Regions from separate parts of the Mus musculus genome. Here regions 1 and 3 are each linked to region 2. The links are chromatin contacts, called in public Hi-C maps. All regions are on one chromosome and are shown on one strand. The core of a region is the stretch at or near the end of the contact, and the rest is flanking DNA. Distances in the headings are between cores, read along the strand shown. Region 1 holds the start of Dap (death-associated protein). Region 2 holds the start of Zfp622 (zinc finger protein 622). Region 3 holds the start of Mtdh (metadherin).

Region 1 (2,967 bases), core at 6-2,505, 5.2 Mb before region 2:
GCAAGCCGGTACCCATTGCGGACAGACTTGGTTAGGGATAGGAGCCAGTATCTTAAAGGTAATCTTTCCACAAGTTAATTTGTATTGTAAGAAGTGAGAATTGAACCCAGAGCCTTCCATACTCTAGCATAGTATCTTACACTGAACACAAAGACTCCCGTAGCTATAACTCCTAACCCCAGTTAGGCGAGTTGAGAAGCACTGTCATAGTGAATCAGCTTTGAAATACAGCATACTTTAAAGGCAGTTTCCTCTCTCCTCCTGTTCTCCAGTGGGGCCAGCAGCTGGAGAGTCTAAGTTTTTACTACAGAAAGATGGTACAGATGTGTCCCTACCCCACACAGTCCTCCAAGGTCTGCAGGGAGATGCCCTGGTTTTATACCACAGGAGACTTGGCTTCTAGGACCCACGGTTTCCAGGCTGGCTCTCTGTGGTGCTTCCACAGGTATCTCTGCCACCAGAAAGGGCAGTAGAAATGCCAACTCCTCCAGCCATGGAGGAACAAACAGGAACTGAGTGGAGGCGGCTGCCCAAGGCACACAAAGGTTGCTCACCATTTCCTAAGAGAGGTGGCTCTTTACTGGACTGAACTGCCAGTAAAAAGAAGTTTTGGCTCAGAAGTTCCGGGTTTGCTTTAAAAAAATACCGTTTTAACCACTTTCAAGAGGGAGTTGGATGCGAAAATTAAATGAATAAAGGAAGTCATGCCGGGTGATTAATGATCATAATTATTTCCGCTTCTTTGGTCTGTCAGTGTGAAATGCTGTCAGCCCACGATTAATCATCATGATACAACACTACCTTTTAATTGTTGGGGGTCTCCCACGCAAACATCTGTGCAATCTCATAAAAACTGCCTACTTTTGAGTTTTGACTTGTACAACTAGGGTGTCCCCGCCGGGGAGGGCTGGATCCCGCGACCCGCTCACCTGCACCCCGGGCCCGCTCACCTGCGCGCCTGCGCAGCACACAAGCAAGGGGCACCGGGGCACTGGGACCCCGATCCTGCCCTGTCCCCTCCCGGCGCCCCAAGACATAGTGCAAACCAGTCAGTACCGGCGGGCGGGTGTCCAGCTTTGGTCTCCAGCTTTCCTTCTGGAGGCGAAGACATGGCGCCGCTGGTTTTCGGAGGGGCGACGGCAGCCGCGGGGTGGGCGTCAGTGCGCGCGCGAGGACTCGGGGGAAGGCGTGAGGCGCGCGCTGCTCGGGAACGCGCACTGCCGCCCCGGGCAGGGGGGCGTGGCTCCAAACGGCTGCGTGGCACGGTCCCGCCCACCCGAACTCTGTGAGCCGCCTCGCCTCGCCCCGCCCGTCCTTGTGGAGCATGCGCAGCGGCCAGCGCCACGTACGACTCCAAGGCTATTGTATGGGAAGGATGACAGGGCGCGTGTGTACGTGAAGGGCGGGGCGGCCCTGCGACCAGCGAGGGGCTGGACCCGTGGTGCGTGTTCACTAGCCAAGCTGTCACTGAGGGAAGCGTAGCCTGCTGGTGGTTCGAGACCCCAGCGCGGGGTTTCGTTCAGAGATGGCAGCTCCTGGCTCCTTGGCTCACTTTGCAGCAAAACTTATCCGTTACTCTCTAGAACTCGCAGCTCTGCAAGATCAGCAGTCTTCTATCTTTAGAAAAGGGCCTGCCACCATCCCTTCCAGGCTGCACACGGATCTTAGACGACCCAGCTATTAAAAGAGGCAGGGTGCCACACCTCTCTACTCCTTCCTTACTCTCAGAACCTCTTGACTGATCTCTCAGAACCTCTCCCTGACCCCAGGCTGCCAAATCCGAAGGTCACTTGTCCAGTGCCTTTGATCTCGTAGGAGCACTGCAGACAGCTCTGGATGTTCTTTAGCTTTAGGGACGCCATGTCTCTGCCTTGTCCAGACCACCGTGGCTGCCATTCGGCTTGGCAAGCTTCTCTGTAGACTTGTAAATATTTGTATCTCCCGTGCATCATCCTTGGCCCTCTTCCCTACACGTTCCTGGGGTGCTTTCCACTGTAATGATGTTGGCGTCTGAGTAATTCATAAATTACTCAGAATTATTTAGCTCGCGGTTCTCAAGAGGCAAGTGGTTTGCAGGCTTGCATAGAAACAATTTCTTAGTCGAGGAGGTTTGAAGCCCTTGTGGCCATCAAATGCAACCTGTAGCACATACAACCCACAAGGCTTTTTTCGTGACAGGGCCTGGCAAACTAGCAGCTCATTGCTTATGGCTCCTTGACCCATATTGGTTGTTCTGATCCTTCTTTAGTGGGACAGGCCAGTTCTTCTGGTCTTGGCATCTGCTATTCCCATCACTGAGCACTGATTCCTCCAGATATCTACATGACTGACTCCTTCCTATAGTACAACCAGCTTGTGAAGTCAGCTGACCTGTGGGATCTGAGAATGTAGCCAAGGTGCCCGGCTCATGTTTCTGTTCATGTTTTTTACTGCCTCCATGCGATCAACCTCATCTGGCCGTCCTTATTTCTCTCTGCTCATTTACTGGAATTCTCCATGGACTGGACTGTCAGCTCCATGGAAGGAGAAGCCTGGTATATGGTTTTCACTTATATTCCAGGCCCTTAGCCATGGCAATCGCAAAAGACCCATATAATCCTGGAACAGAGAGGCAATGGGTCTCCTACAATGTTGTCTTAACAGAGAGCAACAAATGGGGCCTACACAGAAAATGGAGTGGATGCTTAGGATATAATAGTATATTCATTCACTTTCACTTGTGGAGGAGGCATGTGGGTGGGTGTGGGCATGTCCAGCCCAGTCTGTCACAGGTACAGTCTACATGTTGAGTACCACTCTGGGAGCATTCTATGCACTGGTGTCTACCGAACAGATTCTAGTAATGTTGACTGGTGTTAATTGAATCTTAAATGGTTCTAGGGATGAGAGAGGATAATTCATTTTTAACAAGAACATACACAGAGAAAGAGATAGAGAGAGGGGAAGGGGGAGCGGGAGGGGGAGGAG
Region 2 (3,115 bases), core at 280-2,779:
ATGTTTTGCCCGTTAAGAATGCGCCTCTACTCTTTTATTCTGTTTTTAATCAATGCCCTAGGTCCTGGATCCACCACAGAGACGCAGACAGACAAAGTGCCCTGTGGAAATGAAGAGCAGTGAGGCATTTAAACCACTTCTGCCCTCACTCTAAAATGTCCTATAGAAATCCCCAAATACTGTTCCCTTTCGGGTCCACACGAAGTTTGGTGCGTCCGGGAGCAAGCATAAGAATGGAGGTCTACAGCCCGGCAGTGGTGGCACTCGCCTTTAACCCCAGCACTTGGGAGGCAGAGGCAGGGGGATTTCTAAAGTTTAAGGCCAGCCTGGTCTACAGAGTGAGTTCCAGGACAGCCAGGGCTACACAGAGAAACCCTGTCTCGAAAAACCAAAAAAACACCAAAAAAGTATGGAGGCCTACAATCCATCTGCTTAACTAGTTAAAAGTCATAAACCAGGAAACATCTTTAAATCCAGGCGGGATGCCCTGGGCCTGGAACCCCACTCCCTCAAAGGCTGCGGTAAAAGGATAAGAAGAAAGTCAGGGTCCAGCCTGGGAATGGATGTCGCAAAGGTAAACACTGAAGAAGGCTCGGGCTGGGGGCCTCAGGGGAGGGCGACATCGCTGAACGTGGACCCAGCCCTTCGTCTCCATCGCGATGTCTCCCGGAGCCTCCCGCTCGCCCCAACCCCGACAGGACCCTTACCTACCTTCGTCTTCGTCGTCTTCCTCCTCTTCCTCTCCCTCCTCCTCTCCGTCCTCCCACTGCTGCTTCGCCAGCTTCTTCGCCTGCTGTTCGAACCACTGGAGCCGGGGCGGCTTCTCCGTCGGGTCTCGCTCCGGGACGCCCCGTGCGCCCGCCGCCGCCCTCCCGCACTCGTCCGTGGGCACGAAGGGCGCTTTCTTGGGGGACGTGGAGGGCTGGGCCTTGATGGCCTGCTGGATGGCGGCGTTCACGGCGTCCTTGTCGACGCCGTCCGCGCCCAGCCCCTTCTCCAGGTTCTTGGCGTTCAGCAGCTCCACGCGCCGGCTCGCGGCCCGCACCGCCTTCCGCTCCAGCTCGGCGTGCCGCCGGGAGCCGAGGTGGTTCTCGTAGGCGTTGAAGGTGGCGAACTTCTTGCCGCACGCCGTGCAGTAGGTGGCCGCGCCCTTGCTCGCCTCCGCCGCCTCGGCCACCGCGCGCTGCGCCCGCACCCGCTCCTGGAAGCCCTCGGCCGTCACCGGGGCCATGGCGGCCACCTTGCGCCGCAGGTTGTAGCGGTGCCAGTCCGTCTTGTAGTGCGCCCGCTGCAGCTCCGCGTCGCGGAACGCCACCCGGCAGGTGATGCACGTGAGAGCCGCCATCCCCGGGCCCGGAAGACAGAGACGACCCAGCCGAGAACCTTCTAAGCCTGACCGGCCGCCTTCTAGTCCCACAAACGCAGAGAACCTCCTTCGCCCACAGCCAGGAAAAGACACACCAGACACCAGCTTCCGGGCTCTAAGTGAGGGAACTTCCGAGTTCTAAGTGAGGGAACTTCCGACTCGCACAGGAAACTCTTGGCAGCTGGCTTAAGAAGGCCCGCCTGGGTCCCCGGAAATGACGAAGTTTCATGTCGCTCTCTTCGCGCCTGGATCCGCCCTGTCAATCAAAGGTGGGCGTGTGCCTGGAGGATGCCGCTGCCTCCTGAGGGCTTAGCGGTTGTGTCGCTTGCCGTGACGAGGTCAGAGGGATGGGCTTGTGAGGGAAAGAAGGGCGTGGGTGCCTGGGATGGTTCTGGGACTGCTCTTGAGAGATGGATCCCGTCAAGACTGTCTCTCGCGCCTCTGGAAAGGGGGATCAAACGTGGCGACAGCGTGGAACTTCCGGAGGCCAAACCGACCCAAGCTCTTTGCAGCGAAGGGGGCGGTCAGAGCTCTTGAACAGAAAAGATTCCCTGCTGGGAGCCGAAAGTACAGCCTAGCCACTGTCCCACAAAATATAATCCGAGCCACATGTGAGATTTTTAAATCCAAGTAGCCATATAAAAAGTCAAAGTAGAGACTATGCCCGGGCCTAACAAACACAGAAGTGGATGCTCACAGTCAGCTATTGGATGGATCACAGGGCCCCCAGTGGAGGAGCTAGAGAAAGTAACCTTATAGGTGGAACAACAATATGAACTAACCATTACCCCCAGAGCTCGTGTCTCTAGCTGCATATGTATCAGAAGATGGCCTAGTTGGCCATCAGTGGAAAGAGAGGCCCATTGGACTTGCAAACTTTATATGCCCCAGTACAGGGGAACGCCAGGACCAAAAAGTGGGAGTGGATGGGTAGGGGAGTGGGTGGGGGACCGTGTGGGGGACTTTTGGGATAGCATTGGAAATGTAAATGAAATAAATACCTAATAAAAACAAACAAACAAAAAAGTCAAACTAGGTGAAGTTGCTTTTAATGATCGAAATACTCTTTCAGCATCTAAAACTTTAAAAGGATCTATCTGTGATTTTACGCTCCATCGTGGGTACTAAACCTTGGAGACCCTGTGTGTATAACAGCAGCAATTCATATCAGTTCGATTTTTTTTTTCTTGAGACAGGGTTTCTCTGTGTAGCCCTGGCTGTCCTGGAACTCACTCTGTAGACCAGGCTGGCCTCGACCTTCAGAAATCCACCTGCCTCTGCCTCCCAAGTGCTTGGATTAAAGGCGTATGCCACCACTGCCTGGCAAATCCTCTGTTCTATCCCTGCCTTTAACTCACCCTGATTCAATGTCAATTGTTCTAACAGGTTAAGCAAGTATATTTTTGGTATTGTGTTAGAAATCCGTTGCTATGCTATTCTGCCTGAATATCTTTCTGCCAGCTTGCTCCCTTTTGTAAACCTTTGCCCAAATGCCTTTGGGGGGGGGGGGGTTCTAGAGCCTTTTGTCAAAAATAATGCCAGTATTTTTTTTGTGTTGTTGTTGTTTTTGTTATTATTATAATTATATCCCAAATGTTGCCCTCTCCTAGTCCCCTTCACAGAGTTCTTTCCCCTATACTCCCTCCCCTTCACCTCAGAGAGGGTGACCCCCCTCCTGCAAAGCCCCTCCCTGGGGTATCAAGTCTCTAGAGGATTAGGCACATGCTCTGGCACTGAGGCCAAACAATG
Region 3 (3,115 bases), core at 565-3,064, 8.1 Mb before region 2:
AGTCCTTGCTGTCCCGAAACTATAAAGATCAGGCTGGCCTCAAACTCAAAGATCTGCCTGCCAAGTGCTGGGATAAATGCATCCACCACCACCACTACACTAATAAATATTTCTAATGTTACTTATCTTTCATATTACACAAATTATGCAAAACAGGCTACTAAACAGTTCAGTGGGTAAAGGCACTTGCCAAGAAGCCTGAGTACTGGAGTTCAATCCCCAAGATCCACTCTGTGGAAGGAAAACCAACCCCAGTAAGTTCTCCTCTGACTTCTGCATGCATGCCACGGCACAAGATCTCTCCAACAAATATACACAGAACAAAATATTACAGAGAAATCACAACACAGGATACAGAAGTAAAACACTAAGGCCTAACAAAAATGGAATAGCTTTCGCATTTCCACATGTGGTCCAGCAAACTGCGGCTTGAAATCTCCTCTCAACCTTCTTCAGCATTTTAATCTGTCACCTCTTTATGCTTTATTAAAAAACAAAAAAGTCTTCCACATCCTTTGACTGTACTATAGACTACTTTGCTGTACTTGCCTTATGTTTTTCTCGGGGCCATATATCCCGAAGGCGTATTAGATCGCCAGCTCCCTTTTGCCCAGTTCCTGTACCAGCAACCCAATGGCCACACTCACCAGGATAAGACAGGGTAACCATTTCCCTTTAACATTTCCAACTAAGATGAGTATGGCTTGATCTGAACACCTGTAATCCTCTTTAAGCCAGTTTTTAGGTCACCCCTATCTTCCGTGACGGTCTCAGGTCTCAACGTGGCTTGAGATAGACATCTCTCTCTACCGGGCAGTCTTTTCAGAACTTCCCAACGTCACTGTAAGGTCCCATTAACCTCCACATGCAGCCTACTTTCTTTCACAGGCCTCTAGGAAGGATCTGCTTTTGGGGAAACCAAGGTTCTCATATGATGGCTGTAAGTTTGGTCACTTTTATTTATACCTACCCCTGGAGTTAATTTCCATTCAGGAAAACGCGACTTTCCTACTGGTTCTTACACTTTCCGACTTCCCCCTTCTCAAGGAACGTGTTCACCTACCACCTCGACCTGAGCTCTCGCTTCCCTTGACCACCGGGCTCCTCGCCACTACTCACTTTGGGCTTTTCAGGAAGCTTCTTCCGGTTCTTCTTCTTTTGCTCCTCGCTTCTGAGATTCTTCAGCTGGGCTAGGTCGTCGGGGGCCGGAGTCGGCGGGGCCGCCTCCTCCCGTTTGCGGGGCGGGCTCCTTCGCTTCTTGCGGGCGCCGGCGCAAGCCGCGGCCCAGCCGTAACCTAGAAGGAAGAGCAGGAGCAGCCCGAGAGCGCCGGTGCCCACCAGGATCACCCAGCCCGGGTACCGCTTCGGCTCTAGCCCCAGGTCGAGGCCCAACTCCGTGCGCAGAAAACCTAGGCCGACCGAGAGCAACTCCCGCAGCCGGGCAGAGCCCTCCTCGGCCTGCTGGGCCAGCTCGTCCTGCCAGCTTCGTGCAGCCATCTTCCCTCCCGTCAGAGAGACTCGCGGGATGACGCCGGGGAGCGGAGCCGCCGCTGGAACAGTCGTGGGAGGCGACAGGGCCGCGACACCTCAGGCCGAGCGCATCGCGGCCAACCCTCACGCCGGAGTAGGGGATAGAGGGCCGCCGCCGCCACGGGGAGAGCCAAAGGTTCCCAGTCTCCGCAGCCGGCCTCACGCCGCCGCCACCAGGAGGACACGGGGCGGCGGGGACAGAGTGTCTCCAGAGGCGGCCGCTAAGCGGCGTCGGGGCGCCAGCGCCAGGACCCGCTGTCCTCCCCCGGCGGAACAATGGCGGCTCCGGCCGCGATCCACGCTGCGCGCGGAGGCCGGTCGGGTCACGTGGAGGCTGTGGGCGGGGCATGCGTCACATGGGGCGATGGGCGGGGCCGGGCGGACTCTAGTCTTGGAGTGGGGTCTCCTTGAGCTGTGTGGGTTTGGAGGCTTGGGGCGACTCGGAGCTTGCGAAGCGGGAGCTAGAAATCTGACGGTGGAACTCCTTCAGGCTCGGGCTTTCTGGATGCTGAGAGGGATTCAGGTGTGAGGCCTGCGCACGAGCAAGGCGGCCAAACCCATCGGAGTATGAGCAGGCTTTCCGCTCTCTTTCCTGCAGTGGTGGTGCAGTGGACCGGCTTTTTCTCCCTAGGTCAGGGGCCAGTTGGATGCTTCCAGAGGGAGCTCGGTGGACTCTGAGGCAGCGAGCACGTGTAATTCACATCCGAGTATTTCTTCGGGGCGGACTAGCATATTAACGTTTGCCAACGTTTGCGTCTGTTCTGTCGTTCACTCCTGCTGTCTGTTGTCAGGCTCCAGATTTAAAAAGTCGGCAAACCCGTGGGAGGCACTATTATTTTTCTACTGATTTGTAGCCTTAATAGGAAATATTGAGAGGAAGCCCTTAGACTGTATTTATATGCAAGAGAAGCATATTATTTTAAGCTTTTATACAACCCCAAAAGAATTGCAATTTTTGAATGCTTGTGTTGTCCAACAGTCAAATGTAGCATTAGAAGGAAACTAGGTGGGTTGGGGAATGTCGCTCAGCAATAGAACATGCTTACTGAACATATGCAAGGCTCTGGCGTCGATTCCTAGCACCAAAAATAAAGAGCTGAGGCGCTTCTTCCCTTCTTAATTTTAAAAATGCTTGAGGACTACCCTACTATTTGTATTTTGACTTTGCGGTAAGGAAACAGTGTCTATAATTAAATGTTAATTAGCATGTAAGCAGCTGAAGTAAATACAAACTAAAAACCTATTCATGTATTTTGACCCATCAGTATTGTAATGAGTCTTGTGATTAATGGGTGGAATAGAGTTTTATACGTAATAAGCTACTCTTGCTAAGCTTTTTTGCAGACTTATAATTAAGGGCTAAGTTATAAAGGCCAGAACCTTAAAATGAGATCTGCATGACCTCTAAAATTAACAAATTCCATTCATATTTTTGGAATAAGATTTATAACCCCACCTATTTGGGTTGGTCATAGTTTTTCTAAGAAGTTCTACTGATCGTTTTAGATCATCACCTGTGGATTTATGAATTAGAGAATTACAGAAATTGTAGGTTAGCATACTAGTCCCTTTGACAGTCTAGCAA

The links. A called contact is a pair of places that touch in the nucleus more often than the background predicts.
Region 1: a Hi-C map of CD8 T cells shows a contact between it and region 2, with 4 times the contacts expected there. The contact joins the promoter of Dap here to the promoter of Zfp622 in region 2. A contact is called at or near these places in 2 of 484 Hi-C or Micro-C datasets (CD8 T cells and double positive thymocytes).
Region 3: a contact with region 2 is called in a Hi-C map of CD8 T cells, with 4 times the contacts expected there. The contact joins the promoter of Mtdh here to the promoter of Zfp622 in region 2. A contact is called at or near these places in 2 of 484 Hi-C or Micro-C datasets (CD4 T cells and CD8 T cells).

The regions. Positions count from the first base shown.
Region 1 is chr15:31,222,673-31,225,639 of GRCm38.p6, reverse strand. It overlaps Dap (death-associated protein), which reads right to left and starts at 1,255. Exons shown (of 4, transcript NM_146057.3): 1 at 1,057-1,255. The coding sequence starts at 1,111.
Region 2 is chr15:25,982,780-25,985,894 of GRCm38.p6, reverse strand. Zfp622 (zinc finger protein 622) reads right to left here and starts at 1,529. Exons shown (of 6, transcript NM_144523.3): 1 at 712-1,529. The coding sequence starts at 1,345.
Region 3 is chr15:34,081,418-34,084,532 of GRCm38.p6, reverse strand. Mtdh (metadherin) reads right to left here and starts at 1,814. Exons shown (of 12, transcript NM_026002.5): 1 at 1,120-1,814. The coding sequence starts at 1,497. Gm41291 reads left to right here and starts at 1,307. Exons shown (of 1, transcript XM_011245387.3): 1 at 1,307-2,791. The coding sequence starts at 1,526. The coding sequence ends at 2,059.